Linked DNA regions of Mus musculus: region 2 is linked to region 1. A link is a contact called in public Hi-C data. All regions are on one chromosome and are shown on one strand. Each heading gives the region's core, a stretch centred on a gene start, on an enhancer-like site or on the middle of the called end of the contact. The rest is flanking DNA. Distances are from core to core; before and after follow the strand shown.

Region 1 (6,991 bases), core at 1,299-3,798:
TGTCCACCATCCATAATGTTTTTGTCTAAAGCCCCTCTGACAGTGAGGACTTCATGACAGTAAGATACTGTTGCTCCCTCTCCAAGCTTCATTACCATTTTGAATAGAGAAACATTACCATGTATTTTGCTGTCATCTGTGTGACCTCATCATTTTCTTCACAGGCTGAAAGGTGCCAGAAGATGATCAGGTTACACAGATGAACGCAAAATACACAGCCTTCAAAACATAGCAGAGCACGGAGAATATCTGAAACAACTTCCTCTAATGGAAGTTATCTTTGAAGACCCAAATGCATTGGAGATCTATCTTCATATCAAGGTCACCATGCAGACACCATAAGGAAGATTATCAAACCACTCAATGGAACAAAAATGTTGGTTCTAATAGGACAGTCACCCGAGGTGTGCCTGCCTAAGCATGGTGTGTTGGGAAATAGAAGAAAATCTAGACCACACAGCAGAACAGAGGAGAGTGTGAATGTAGCAAAGAGAAATAGGCAAGAATAAACCAGAAAGACGCTAAGGAAAGGCTACTAAGCCTTTCCAGGTGTTTCTAAAAGGCAAGTATGCCACTCAAGGACAGTGGCTTAAGGAAGTAGCAGCCTTTAAAAAAAAAAAAAAAAAAAAAAAAAGTGTACTCTATCTGCAGTTACACTTGCATGCCAGAAGAGGGCATTAGATCCCATTACTGATGGTTGTGAGTCACCAAGTGGTTTCTGGGAATTGAACTCAGGAGCCAGTGCCATCTCTCCAACCCTGGAATGGAAGTAGCATTTTTAAGAGCAGTTAGTATTTTTTTCTTTATTATTATTTTTTAATCCTGGGCTATGAAAGGCTGATATTCTTTGTCTCCGTGGCAAGTTCTCCCCGCGATGTGTTTCAGGTTCACAGCGATAGACTCCAGTCAGCTGACCCAGATGGACTGACATGATGGAGAACTGAAGCAGCTTGTAGCTTTCTCTATTTTGTTGCTCAAAGTTGTTTTTCTTCTCTAATTCCTAATTCCCAGTGGGAAAAGAGGTCATGTGAGCTCTACCCAGAGAGAGGATGTGTTTAACACCTAACAAAACTCCAACCACCCAGTCTTTTGCAGGATGCGTGTGGGTACCTGCCTGTGTATGAGTATGTCAATAGTAAACAGCCAACACTTTTCCTAACTGTTCCCTATTGGGGATCTGGTTTACGTCTCCTGACAATGGGGTCCAGGCCATTTGGACAAAATACCCACTACAAATCCCATCAAGACAAGGGCATCTCTACTTTATGCCTGTCTTCACTTGACAATGTTGAAGAATAAGGCCCTAAGTTTCCCAAGGACCTGCCAGACTGCATGGGTCTCAGAGACGCCACCTTGGATGTTTCTATGAATATTAAGAATTTATTCCTACCTTGTTTTTGTGTTTGTTTGTTTGTTTTTCTGGTAGCATTGTGATGGAATCCATGCTTGGGTGAGAGTACTTCTTTTGTGAGGAGGCTGAGATGACCACTCGTTAGGTTGACTTTTGTGTTCCACTGTTCTTGCTTTTGCTTACAGTTTATTTTGCTATCGCTGGTAAGGGAAAAGAGGCAGGCTGGAGCCTCACATGGGTGCTGGTGGGTACTACACAGTGGATAGATGTGGGAACAAGTCTAAGAGAGCTGTGAACTTACTGTGAACTACGGATAGGCCATTGTGTGGGATGTTCTTCCCACAAGGTGGCCTTCTAGAAAGAATTACATAAACTGTGATAAGAGGATACGCAAGGACGTGCAGGAAATGCCCTGGCATGTCCCCGTTATCTCTGTGGGAAAGACAAATAGGAGGGATATTCTTGGCTCTTTTCACAAGACCAAAGATGATAACACCAGGTATATTTTCTGTACTTGTATTTGCTAAAACTAATCATAAATGTCACCTCATATTTTGCTTCCTTTAATAATAAAAATGAGAAGTTCTTTGTATTATTCTTGAGCTCAAACACCTGGAGTCCCCCAGTTCCTAGACAGGGCTTTGGAATATCCTTCCATCTACGGAGATTTAGCCTTGGCTGGCTACAGGGCAGGTGGAGCAACAGAGGTAACCTGCTGTGACGGTATGGACAGCCTCAGCTCTGCTTCAATGTATTTCTCTGACACTATCATTTGTCAATTTACCACCAATCTACCTATCATTCCATTATCTATTGATCTGTCTGTCTGTCTGAGACAGAGCCTCACTACAGGACCCTTGGTGGCGTGAAACTGGCCAGGCTGGCCTTGAATTTAAGAGATTTGTCTGCCTCTGACTCCTGAGTGTTGCTACCAAAGGCCTGTGCCACTGGTCTAATCTATTTGTCATCTATTATCTATCTGCCATCTACCCATCTTTCTATCTATCCTCTAATCGTCTGTCACCCTCTTTGGATTACTAACTTGTGCAAACTCTGCTGGCACACACTACGAACGCACCGACAAGCCAGCCAGAAGCACTGCGGGCTCTCTGGGCATGTGGATAGTAGGCTTGGCTACTTGTTAGGGGCGTGACGTCTTTAGGAGGCGCCGGAAGCAGGCATCTCAGACCGTAACGCAATCGCTCAGCACCGGAAGCGGCCGAGCGGGCCATGGAGGAAGGACCCGCCGTCGGAACCCTGTCTCGAGAGGTCTCTACCGAGGAGGCCGAGCCGTTGGGCGCCGCGTGGAGCGGGGACAGCGGCCACGTCTCGCAGAGCCACAGCAGCGCGTCCGGGCCGTGGGACGATGACGGCCCCGAGGACGCGCCGGGCCGCGACCTGCCGCTGCTGCGCCGCGCCGCCTCGGGCTACGCCTCCAGCCTGCTGCCCAGCGCGGGACCGAGGCCAGAGGTGGAGGCGCTGGACGCCAGCCTGGAGGAGCTGCTGGCCAAGGTGGACGAGTTCGTGGGCATGCTGGACATGATCCGCGGGGACTCGTCGCATGTGGTGGGCGAGGGCGTGCCCCGGATCCACGCTAAGGCGGCCGAGATGAGGCGCATCTACGGCCGGATCGACAAGCTGGAGGCCTTCGTGCGGATGATCGGGAGCAGCGTGGCCAGGATGGAGGAGCAGGTCGCCAAGGCCGAAGCCGAGCTGGGGACCTTCCCGCGGGCCTTCCGGAGGCTGCTGCATACCATCAGCGTCCCCGCTCTCTTCAGGTCGGCGCCCAGCGGGCCCCAGCGCGCGGCGTACGAGCCGCCAGTCCTGTTTCGGACCGAGGACCACTTCCCTGGCTGCGGTGACAGACCGCAGCTCTGAGCGTGTGCGCCTCCACCGCATGAGGACTCCAGCGAGACTCTTGTCCCAAGTGTTAAGAAATCCTGTGAACTGGCGTATGTGATGCCGGGATGTGAAAGGTTAAAGTTTATTTTCTGCAAACGACTTGACATCGTCAGTATTCGATGCCAAGAGTGTAGGTCTCTATGTCTTCCAGTTCGGATTCGAAAGCTCTTTGGTGGGGACCTGGGGAAGCCAACTGAATTAATTTATCGGTGCAATACGGCAGAGCTGTTATTTTTATGGCCTTTATTACAGTGAACAGTGTTTCCTTGTTAAGATTTATATATTTATATGATCAAAAGTGCCCAAGAAATTAAAGCTGTATTATTAAATCCTAACAGTGGTTCAGTTTTCTGTAGCCTTCTGGGATAGATAGTAAATTGTTTTGTATTATATTCAATTTTCTATGGTGTAGACTGTAAGCCAAAGGAAAGAAGACAGTTTCTTAAGATAGCAAACTGGGCGTTTTGTTGCAGGGAGTCCTGAAGTTGTATTTGACAGTTTGACTGGAAGCTTAGTTTATCAAAGCAAGAATATTAATGTATGGTTGTCAGTGTTCTATTTATAGCACATCAATTAAAATGTTAAATTTCTTTGGCAGAGATTTCCTTCTGGAGATTATTTACCATAGTTTGTTTGGAAATGAGCCTGTCGTTCATGTTTTTAGTAGTGGGGTAAGAAAAGGCAACTTCCTTCTTTGGAAGGTTTGTGTGAAGAGCCAACCTCGCTGCTCTTCTCACAGTTCTGCGGTTCTTCCCCCGAGTCTCGTTGAGCAGAAGGGTTTTGTTCTTTCACTTTGGGGCACACGGGTCCCTTACCAACAAACTACTATTTCCTAAGTTGGTTCTCCCAGGTAGTACTCAGCTGAGTCTCTTGCTGTCTGTCAGGGTAAAGTCGGTAATGGAACCAGATGTGATAGCACACATTTGCAATCCCAGCACTCAGGAGTCGGAGGCAGGAAGATCAGAGTAGCAGGATAACCTGGGCTGTAGAGTAAGCTCCAGGTCAGCCTGGGTAGTTAAGAAGACCATATATCAGTAAATAGATGACTTAGCCAGGTATGGTGGTGCACGCCTTTAATCCCAGTACACAGAAGGCAAAGGCAGGTGGATCTCTTAGTTTGAGGCCAGACTGGTCTACATAGTGAGTTCTAGGAGAGCCAGGGTTACAACCCTCAGTAAATAAATGTGATAGTATTATCTCCTTTTGCTTTTCATGGGCCTTCTGTGTTGTATGGTGACATATTTTTTTTCATTTGATTTGTAGTTCACATCAAGAAACAGGTTTAAAAGCTGAGGGGACAAGTGACCTACATTTACTGTTCAGAATCTAGTGGGTGCTACTAGAAATTATTAATATATTTTTATGACAGTCAATGAATGTGAAAATAGAGTTCCAGGACAGCCTGTGCTAAAGAGTAGCACCCTGTCTCAAAAAACACCAAAAAAAAGATTGCTTTCGTAAGGTTTTAGAGAGATGGCTCAGCAGTTAAGAGCATGGTCTGTTCCCACTTGGTTTTGAAGACAGGGTTTTTCTGTGTAGTCCCAGCTGTCCTCTTGGACCAGGCTAGGCTCCAACTCAGAGACCTTCCTGTGTCTGTCTCCCAAGTGCTGGAGTTAAAGGCATGCACCACCATTGCCCAGCTAGCCCACTTCAGTTTTGTGAGCACTCACAGTGTCTGTTAGCTACAACTCTTTTCTTAAAAGGTTGTTCACTCCAGGCAGTAGAAACACGCCTTTAATACCAGGACTCGGGAGGCAAAGGTAGGCAGATCTGAGTTTGAGGCCAGCCTGGTCCACAGAGCAAGTTCCAGAACAGCCAGGAATACACAGAGAAACCTTGTCTTGAAAAACATCAACAAAAAGTTGTTTACATATCTGTACAAAAAGTTTTTAAGCACGCTTAAGGCAGAATTATGAAACTTTTAAATCTTAGATTTAGTATCTGTACAATAAAACAACATAAAAGTGCTATGAAGTACACATCGATTATGTTATTTATATATTTACTTAGAAAATCATAAGCAAGGCTGAGGAGAAGGTGGTAAGCCTTAGAGAGGGTCTCAGTATTTTAAAGCTAATCATAAAACCTTCAGAGAATACATGGAGAAGTCCTGGTCCAGATGATAACATGTGAACCTTGTTTCTAAAACGTCCTGGCAGCTGGCATCCCAGTTAGTGGGTGCCTCTGGAGTTTCTAAGTAGATTTGTGGCCTTAATGTGGACAGTTGCTGGCTCCCACAGTACCGGACATTAGATGAAAGTTCTTTGTTGACCTCAAAGATGAAAGTTGTAGTCATATGTGAGTCTTCCCTCCCTGTCACCCCAGCGTTCAGGAGGAATAGGCAGCAGCATCTCCAGTTTGGAGCCAATCTGAGCTGCAAACTGGGTAGACTGGGAGTATGGTCCTGTCTGTAAAAACAAGGAATGTAGGTGCTCCTGTAACTGCTTAGCAAGGCCACCTTCAGGCCTCTTGGCTCCCCCTTCCAACTCTGGATCTTTGAAAACTGTGTCTTCTGCCTCTTGCCAAGTTAATACCACCTAGAAAAAGGCTACCTGGCCCATTCATTAAATACAGGCCTGGGGCTGGAGAGATGGCTCTGTGATTAAGAACACTGGCTGCTCTTTCTAGAGGACACCAGTTCAATTCCCAGCAACCCTGTCGAGGCTCACAATCACTTGTAATTCCAGTTCCGAGGGCACCAGGATGATGAAAAGAAATAAAACACTCATGCACATAAAATGACTAAATACAGGCCATCTCTGCTGCTTGGGTCTGGAGCAGCCCACTTCATATAAATGGATGTGACTGGCAAAACAAGGGATGGGCACCCCACCAGTCACCCTTGGATCAGTCTATTTTGCGTGCAAAAGCATGCCTGCTAAGATTAGCAGGGTATAGGATGTTTCTCAGCTGATATCAGCCTCTGGCAACCCTGACTGGACTTATATGTATGAAATGCTGGCCACTGAGGTGCCAGCAAGCAGTCTGTGACTGTTTCCCATGCCAGAACTTTCAGGAGTCAATCTCAAACTGTTCCTAGTGTCTTGTGTGCACCTGATAGGGAGCAGTCAGTACTCCTGAAAAGGCCAAGGTTTTCAAATGGTAGGCATGTGTTCCCATGACTTCACCTGCTCTGGTAGTGCAGAAACAGCTGGAGATCATGGGTAAACCACCATGCGTGGCTGTAAGCCATTAAAACAGTTGTTCTTGAGACATACAAGACACAAAAGGGCTGGGGAATGACAGTGGTGGCATGCTTGCTATGCAAGCTGATGACTCAGTTTACCTCTCCAGCTAGGCATAAAATCTAGGCATAGAGGTATGCATCTGTAACCCAGCACTGAGGGGCAGAGACAAGTGGATCCCGGGGGGTGGGGGTGGAGGGTTGGGGGGGTCTCTAGCTACATTCCTGCTGAAACAGCTCAAGGACCCAGTAAGAAACCTCGGAGGGGTACGAACACACTCTGCCTTCCACCCAGGCAAACTCCCACATGTGTGAGCCTGTGTACACACATGCACTTGAACATACATGCATGAGGGTGGGGCTTAAAACCAAACAGTAGAAAAAGACTAGTAATGGCCCGGAATTTGAAGTTTGTAGCTAGCTTGGCTACATAACTTTCAGAAGGGACCCCATGGGAAGGTGCAAAGCCAGTTCCTAAGGATCTAAGGATGTCCTTTTTTTTTTTTTTTTTTTTTTTTTTTCTGTTCGAAGTGAACAAGATGAAAGAGGGGCTC
Region 2 (6,991 bases), core at 3,166-5,665, 63 kb before region 1:
CCACTGCACCTATGCAAAGGCCCCCAAGCGTCTTAAAGACGCACTGTAACAGGTGCCAAGGTTGGGGTGAGCTCTAGGCTGCGCCCCCTCTGCACTCCTGAGCCACTCAGTATGAGTCACATGGTCTCTTGTCATTGTTGTGTACCACCCCCCATGCACCACTGGCAGCATGGGGAAGGACAAGACAAAGAGGAGAAGTGAGTGGAAGGCAAGGCCCCTGAGATAGTGTATTCAGAGCCGGGGAGTGTCTCAGAGAGCAAACCTGTAGCCTGTAAAGATGGCATGGGAATCCTCAGGAGGTAGAAGGCCACCACTGCCTGGGCAGACAGTGGGCACCCACTCCATTGTGTGTGGCCAGAGTTATGAGGTGACTGAGGGGGCTTCCTCTCCATGCTGCTGGCTTGCAGATTCAGAACTCTACAAAGGACCCTTCTGCATACGACCTGCTCATCCTGACCACCATCCCCGGCCTCAACTATCGGCACTATCAAGTCATGCACGCCCGCGGGGACCAGGCAGGCACCAGGGAGCTGGTCGCCCCCAGGGCCAACACCCTCAAGTTTAGTCTCAAACTGAGGAACCAGCCCAGCCAGGAAGGCAAGCGCCTGGTGCCCGTGATGAATGACTGCTATATTCTGCTGTTCGACCAGGACACCAACATGTTACATAGCATTCAGGATAGGTAAGGTGAGGCCAGTGCTGCCGCCAAAGTGTGTCTAGGGCCGGGATGCATGGGCAGCGTCCTGTGACCCCCTTCTGTGATCACCCTCCCCAGGGAAGGACCAGGTGATAGCAAGGCCCCCTCCTGTTCTTGTGTCCTTAGGAGGGGGGCCCTGGGCCACTGCAGAATGGCTGCCGTAACTGTCTCTTCTCAGAGTCCTGACCCATAGACAAAGGGAAGACTGAAGGGCTCCAAAGGAAAGGTGCTCACGTGGTCTGCTTCTCTAAGTACAAAAGCAGAGTTGTTCTTCGGGAAATATCTACACTGTTTAAAACAGAAAGGGTCTTTAATACTCTGTTCCCACCAGCCCTCCATATCTGTTCACCTCGGTTCATCTCTGCACCGAGCCAGCCACTGCCCTCCATATCTGTGTGTCCTTACCCACCCCTGGGTCCATCTGTCCACCCACTCACCCATGTCCCTGGGGATAAAGGGTATGAAGGACCTCTGGCACATGGCACAGTGACGACTTGGGTTGGCATGATGCAACTCCACTCTTGTGCCAGTGTAGCCTCTGAAGAGCAGTCTGGGGACAGTGCACCCTGCTGGCAGCCTGTGTGCGGCCTCCCTCTTGTGACGTCACCTGACAGTTCCTGGCTGTGTGTGCGACCAGAGGTTTTCCCCTGAGGCCTCCAGTAACTTCCTCAATCTCCTGGGGGACATTTTCTTCAATCCTGATCCCCAGTACACACAGCCCTGCTGCAGGTGAGTGATCTTGCTGAGGGCGACACCAACCATTCTCCTCTCTCACTTCTGCAGACAGAGCAACCGCACGGTGCGCATGACCCAAGAGTTCCTGGAGTACCAGGCCAACTGGGACGTGAAGCAGGGCCCCATTTCTGACAACTACCTCTTTGCACCCAACAACACCGCTGAGCCTTCCTGGGAAGCGGTGGGGATGGAAATGGTGGCAGGCACACTGGTAACGGACATAAGGCAGTATTTCTACAGGTGCGTTTCTGGGTGGGCGGGTCAGTGTTGTGTCTTCCCCCAGAGCCCCTGTCCCTGTACTTGGGGCATGACCCTGGCACATGACTAGTCACTGATAGCAGCATGAGAGAATCGATCTCCTCTGCCTGTGCTTTTTGCATACGCCTGAGCCATTATGTTGTGGGTAGCTGAGTCAGAGCATGGGAGAAGGGCTCTCTTTACTCCATGAATGGTCCAGGGCTTACATAAATCTCCACAGGGTCCATAGTCCTCCCTGGGTTGCTCCCATAGCTGCCTCTTGGCACCCGGCATCCTATATGGAAGGAGGAGCTTCCAGCCAGGCCCTACTCTCTCCCATGCCCCCTTCCCAGGTACATAACAGACCAGGAGTACATCTATTCCATCCACACCCGTCTGGCCCACCCGAGCCTCGCTGGAGAACTGCTCTGCCAACGGATAGAGCAGCAGTACCGAGTGGGCCCCCTGGACCTAAACCGTGAGGCCATCCTGAGGACCAGCAGCGACCTAAACAGCCAGCAAGTCCTCTACTCTGACAACAACGGCTACCAGATGCAGCGGAGGCCCTACAAGGCTTTCAAGAGCAATCCCATCCCCCGGGTATGCTTGTAGCAGCCCCATGCTGTTCCCAGGCATGGCTCTCCTGACCCTGTTAAGCATCTGCTCATAGCAATAGCGAGGCCCCTGGGGAGAGCTGTTTCAAAAGTCCTGATCAGGATCTGCCCTGTGGGCTCTGCATCCTGGCATCCACCTGTTTCCCTGCTACCTAATTCCTTGGCTTTGTCAGGGGCTCATTCTTGGTGCTCTGTGTGTTGAGCCCTTAGCAGGGGCCGAGAGTCCCATCAGCCAAGCTACACGGCTCACAAGCAGCTCTGCTACTGTACCTAGGAGACAGGCTGGTGTCTGCCTGACCCTGTATTGAAGCTGCCACTGGTTGGCATTGTGTCTGCAGAATTACTACCCCATGGTACAGTCAGCCTTCATCGAGGATGACAAGAGCAGGCTGGTGCTGCTGGCAGAGCGACCGCACGGTGTCTCCAGCCAAGGGAATGGGCAGGTGGAGGTAAGAGAGGCCTGGCTGTCCCCCACCCCCACCCCACCCCCCCATGGGCCCTCACAGCCATCCACAGCATGGCCAGGGCCAAGGAAGGACCGCAGGTGATTTCTGCAGGTGATGCTCCATCGACGGCTGTGGAACAACCTGGCCTGGGACCTGAAGTACAACCTCACGCTGAACGACACCTCCATTGTCCACCCGGTGCTCTGGCTCATGCTGGGGCCCAAGTCCACCATGACGGCCCTGCACCCAAGGAGTGGGGTGGCTCTGCAGCACGGGCCCGTTGTGTTGTTAAAAGAACTGGCTGACGAAGAAACGCCCGTTCACGGTGAGCATCACCATTGCCTAGGATGCGCCCACCAGGAGTAGTGGCTCCTGCCTCAGGATTCTGCCCAGCTTCGGAGCAGGAAGGGGACGTAGAGTCTGAGTGCTGTCTGTGGCTCCCTCAAGCTTACTCTGCTAGTCGTTACAAACAGACTCACGCCTGTCCCCTACCCCTCCTCTCTCTCCCCTCAGTCTTCTCCATCTCCTTCCTTGCTGTGTCTTTTCCTTCCTTAACATGATCCTGCAACACCCTAGAACTTCAGGTGTCAGAAGCACACCACCTATGACCTTACAATGGCTGCATCTGTAGCTGTCCTGGGCCACAGGTTAGACCCCTGCAGAACCTACCTAGCCATGATCTAAAGTCAGTGTTCGTGCTGTGCCTCCCCCAGGCCTTCTGTGACAGCCTCATGGCTCTGTGTCGTATCTGAGGTCCTGGCATGCTGCGTTTTGGTTTTTTTTTTTTAAGATTTTATTTATTATTTATTTTATATGTAAGTACACTGTAGCTGTCTTCAGACACACCAGGAGAGGGAGTCAGATGTCATTAAGGATGGTTGTAAGCCACCATGTGGTTGCTGGGATTTGAACTCAGAACCTTCGGAAGAGCAGTCAGTGCTCTTAACTGCTGAGCCATCTCTCCAGCCCCATGCTGCGTTTTTAAAGGGTTCAGCAGTGCAGCCTCTGCACAATGAGGCCCAGAGAGAATGTGCTTCCATCCTCACACCTCCAACTGTGCTGTCTCCCTACTCACTGGCAGAGGTTCGCGTTAGAATGTTTGGTTTTTCAACCAGAGCCCTCCCTCCCCGGTATTAGAAGGCAGGTGGCTGTCACTCACCCCTGCAGGGACTGCCTCTTAAACTCTTGCCACGTGTAGTGTCTAAGGTGCAGCCTTTGTCCTGCAGTTGTCAGGGTGACTGAGAATGGGTGGGGGACATGGTCATTCCGAGAATGTTTGATGGGAACATACTGCCAAGGGCCTGCCACCTTATGTTTGGGGGAGCATGAGACACCCCACACATACCCCTGGGGTTAGCAAGGACCAGATGCAGAACTGGAACCTCTGGTTGAGCAGAGCCTGGGGAATCCATTAAGTAAGAGCCAAAGCCAGGCATGGCAAGCCATGCCTGGGATCGCAACATTTGGAGAGCATTGCTGTGTGTTCGAGGCCAGCTTAGTCTGAGCAGTGTGACCCCATCTTAAAAAGAGAGAAAGAAAGGGGGAGGGAAATAGAGTAAGGAGGGGCTGAATGAGAGGGCAGGATGGCTGTGGGTGTCTAGGGAGGGAGCAGGTATTCCTGGCAGTTCTTACACTCTGACCTCACGCTGCACACTGCAGACGGCCATGTGGGGTATGTGCTCCCCCTAGTGGCTAGCATCTTTACTGCAGGCAAAGATTCAGTATGTCTGAGAACTCTTTCCCTCTCCCTCTCCCTCTCCCTCTCCCTCTCCCTCTCCCTCTCTCTCTTTCTCCTTCTCTCTCTCTCTCTCTCTCTCTTTCTCCTTCCCTCCCTCCTTCCCTCTCTTCCTCTCTCTCCTCCTTGAGCAGCTGAAAGTCATGCTCTGAGGTCCAAATATTTCAGAATCATAATTGAGCTCAAGACCTAGAACCTCCATAAGCCAACCCCTCATCTTACCTGAGCTGTCTGCCTTCCTCCCCCTCCCCTTCCCCCTCCCCCACGAGACGGGACTATATACCTATACCTCCTTGGCTACTCTCAGAGAACACTTGTCTCCCACCGTGTGAATCAGCTGCCTGTCTCTGTCGCAGAACACCTGAGATCATCAACCTAAAAGTAAGGGATTTAACTTGGCCCACAGTTTCATGGACTTAATCTGTGGCCACTTGTCCCTGTTGCTTTTTGGTGGAGGGAGAGGAAGGGGCTAGAGTCCCAGTGACCTTCACAAGGGCACAGCCTGGTGACCTAACTTCCTCCCCTAGGCCTCACCCCCTCAAATAGCCCAGAGGATGGGGGCAAGGCTTTTATCACATGGGAAACAGGAGAGCCAAACCTCACACTGTGCAAAAGGAGCTGGGACTCCAACTTTGTAGACCTGACTGAAGCAGTCCTGGGGACAGGCCCTATTGGTTCCATCTGAGTCAGGTGACCCATGCCTAGGCCAGTCCGTGTGACTGGAGTATGATGCAAAGGTGGCAGCGCCTGTTGCAAGTCAGGTGGAGGGAGGGGTCAGAGGGCCCCTGGGATGGTGAAGAAAGGAGAAGGCTTGCTAGAGAGTGTGAGGCAGCACCTTAGTCTCCTCGTCTGTGGTCTGAACTGACCAGGTGACAGGTTCAAGTCCCTCCATAGCTTAAGCTGTGTAGCAGCGACTGGATGTGTCGAGAGCAGCTTGGGGGCAGGAAAGGCCTGTGGGTGTGGGGCAAGGGTAGGATGGGGGGCCTGAGGTGTGAACCTCACACCCATTGTGCTATGGGTTGCGCATGGTTGACTGGGAGATGGCTAGAAGGGGCACAGGCCCTGTGTGGAAAGCTGAATTCCTAAAGCAGTTGGTCCCAAAGCCCCTTTTCACTGTCTGCCTTCCAGGACCCCACAATCCCTGGCCTGTGACACTGCCCCCAAACCTGCATCTGCAGATCCTCAGCGTACCTGGCTGGACGTACAGCAGGAGCCATGCCCAGCACCTGAGGAACCTTCAGAGAGGTGAGGCAGCCGACCAGGGTGACTCTCCCCACTCTCTTCTCTTCCCCAGGAAGTCCTCACAGCTTTGCCAGGTCCCCTGTCCCCTCATCTGTCATCTAGGAGGCCAAGGCCTGCAGTCAAGTCAGTGAGCTGGGACAGGGTGGTCCCAGCATCTGGCTCCCAGCCACACCCCTCTGCAGATGGAGCCCACACGGTCCCCAGACAGTGTCCTCAGGCTGCCCTGTGTTAGGATCTGTGTCAGTCAGCCTTTCCTCTCGCGACAAAGCACCTGGGGAAATGAATGCAAGCAGCCAGGGCCGGTGCACAGAGCTGATCCAGCCCACAGACATGGAGGGTACAGCCCATCATGGCAGGGGCCACGTGGAAGATCAGTAGCTCAGTTCATGATGTAAGCAGAGACAGACAGACAGACAGACAAAGTCTACATTCCCTGCCTTCCTCCTTTCCTCTTGTTTTCCACTTGGGCCTCCATGAGAAGATGGCGACATTCCTGATAGGTCTTCCCACCTAGGCTGATCCCCTTGGAGGACACTGAGAAAGTGCTGTGTCAATCTCCTAGGGGTCTCTCTCTCCATCCAATCAAGCTGTCAATCAAGATGGGGCACCATATGCTCCTTTCAGACAGTCCTCCTGCAGCCCCAAGTACTATACCTCCACTCACCCTCATGTCGGGGTTGGGACAGCCTGGGTGTCAGGGGTTTCCTTAGTTCTCTCAGCAGATGCCCCTTGTCAGGGTGTCGAGGTACCTGGTTTCTGGGCCCATTAGACAGAACAATGAGGAGGGAAGCAGGCATGGGGGACATGCCACCTGCCGGGAAGCAGCACGCCTCTGTGCCCACTTGGTGTTGAGGCACATGACCATGGCAGCTCATGACCACACCCAACTCTGGAGCTGGCAGGGAGGAACAGGCTGGAGGATCTGAGGGCCCTGGCGTCTGGCCCTGTGGCATGCGAGAGGTCCAGTGTTGGCACAGCCCTCTCTGGATCCTGCCTCTGCTGCACGTGAGCCATGTGACTGTGGACAGATGACTGTTCCTCTGAGTGACAGCTGCAGGTCATTCAGCTGTGGGCCATGGGGCTATCCTGAAGGAAGGCTGAGATACGGAATAAAGTCCCAAGTGTAAAGCCTTGAGCTTGATCAATGGAGGTCCTCACTGCCGTGTCCACACCCACAGGCCACCCGGAGAAGCCACAGGCCAACCTGCAAAGGGTGCTGCTGCGCCTGCGCCACCTGTATGAAGCAGGGGAGGACCCAGTACTGTCTCGGCCTGCGACAGTGGAT

Evidence for each region. Hi-C and Micro-C count contacts between places; a contact is called where the count stands out from the background.
Region 2: a contact with region 1 is called in a Hi-C map of differentiating embryonic stem cells, with 4 times the contacts expected there. The contact joins the enhancer-like site here to the promoter of Bloc1s4 in region 1. A contact is called at or near these places in 6 of 39 promoter capture datasets (the 3T3-L1 cell line, 3T3-L1-derived adipocytes, cranial neural crest and 2 more), 3 of 15 datasets of contacts at CTCF or cohesin (embryonic stem cells and stem cell-derived epiblast-like cells), 61 of 484 Hi-C or Micro-C datasets (2-cell embryo, 8-cell embryo, the AML12 cell line and 29 more), 10 of 115 datasets of contacts at active chromatin or transcription factors (the 230-238 cell line, a beta-TC-6 cell line, bone marrow-derived dendritic cells and 3 more) and 3 of 9 other capture datasets (adipose tissue, liver and pancreatic islet).

The regions. Positions count from the first base shown.
Region 1 is chr5:36,744,236-36,751,226 of GRCm38.p6, reverse strand. Bloc1s4 (biogenesis of lysosomal organelles complex-1, subunit 4, cappuccino) reads left to right here and starts at 2,548. Exons shown (of 1, transcript NM_133724.3): 1 at 2,548-3,853. The coding sequence starts at 2,582. The coding sequence ends at 3,229.
Region 2 is chr5:36,809,010-36,816,000 of GRCm38.p6, reverse strand. Man2b2 (mannosidase 2, alpha B2) reads left to right here. Exons shown (of 19, transcript NM_008550.2): 11 at 408-682; 12 at 1,481-1,672; 13 at 2,023-2,269; 14 at 2,622-2,732; 15 at 2,841-3,054; 16 at 5,593-5,709; 17 at 6,885-6,991. Among named protein-coding and RNA genes, the nearest start is that of Mrfap1, 16 kb to the right of the region's middle. Within about 2 kb of position 4,415, at least 30 of the 459 cell types and tissues checked have an H3K27ac peak or open chromatin away from gene starts, as enhancers often do. A contact at or near this core is called in ECoMG myeloid progenitors, bone marrow, differentiating embryonic stem cells and 1 more, where this site is marked.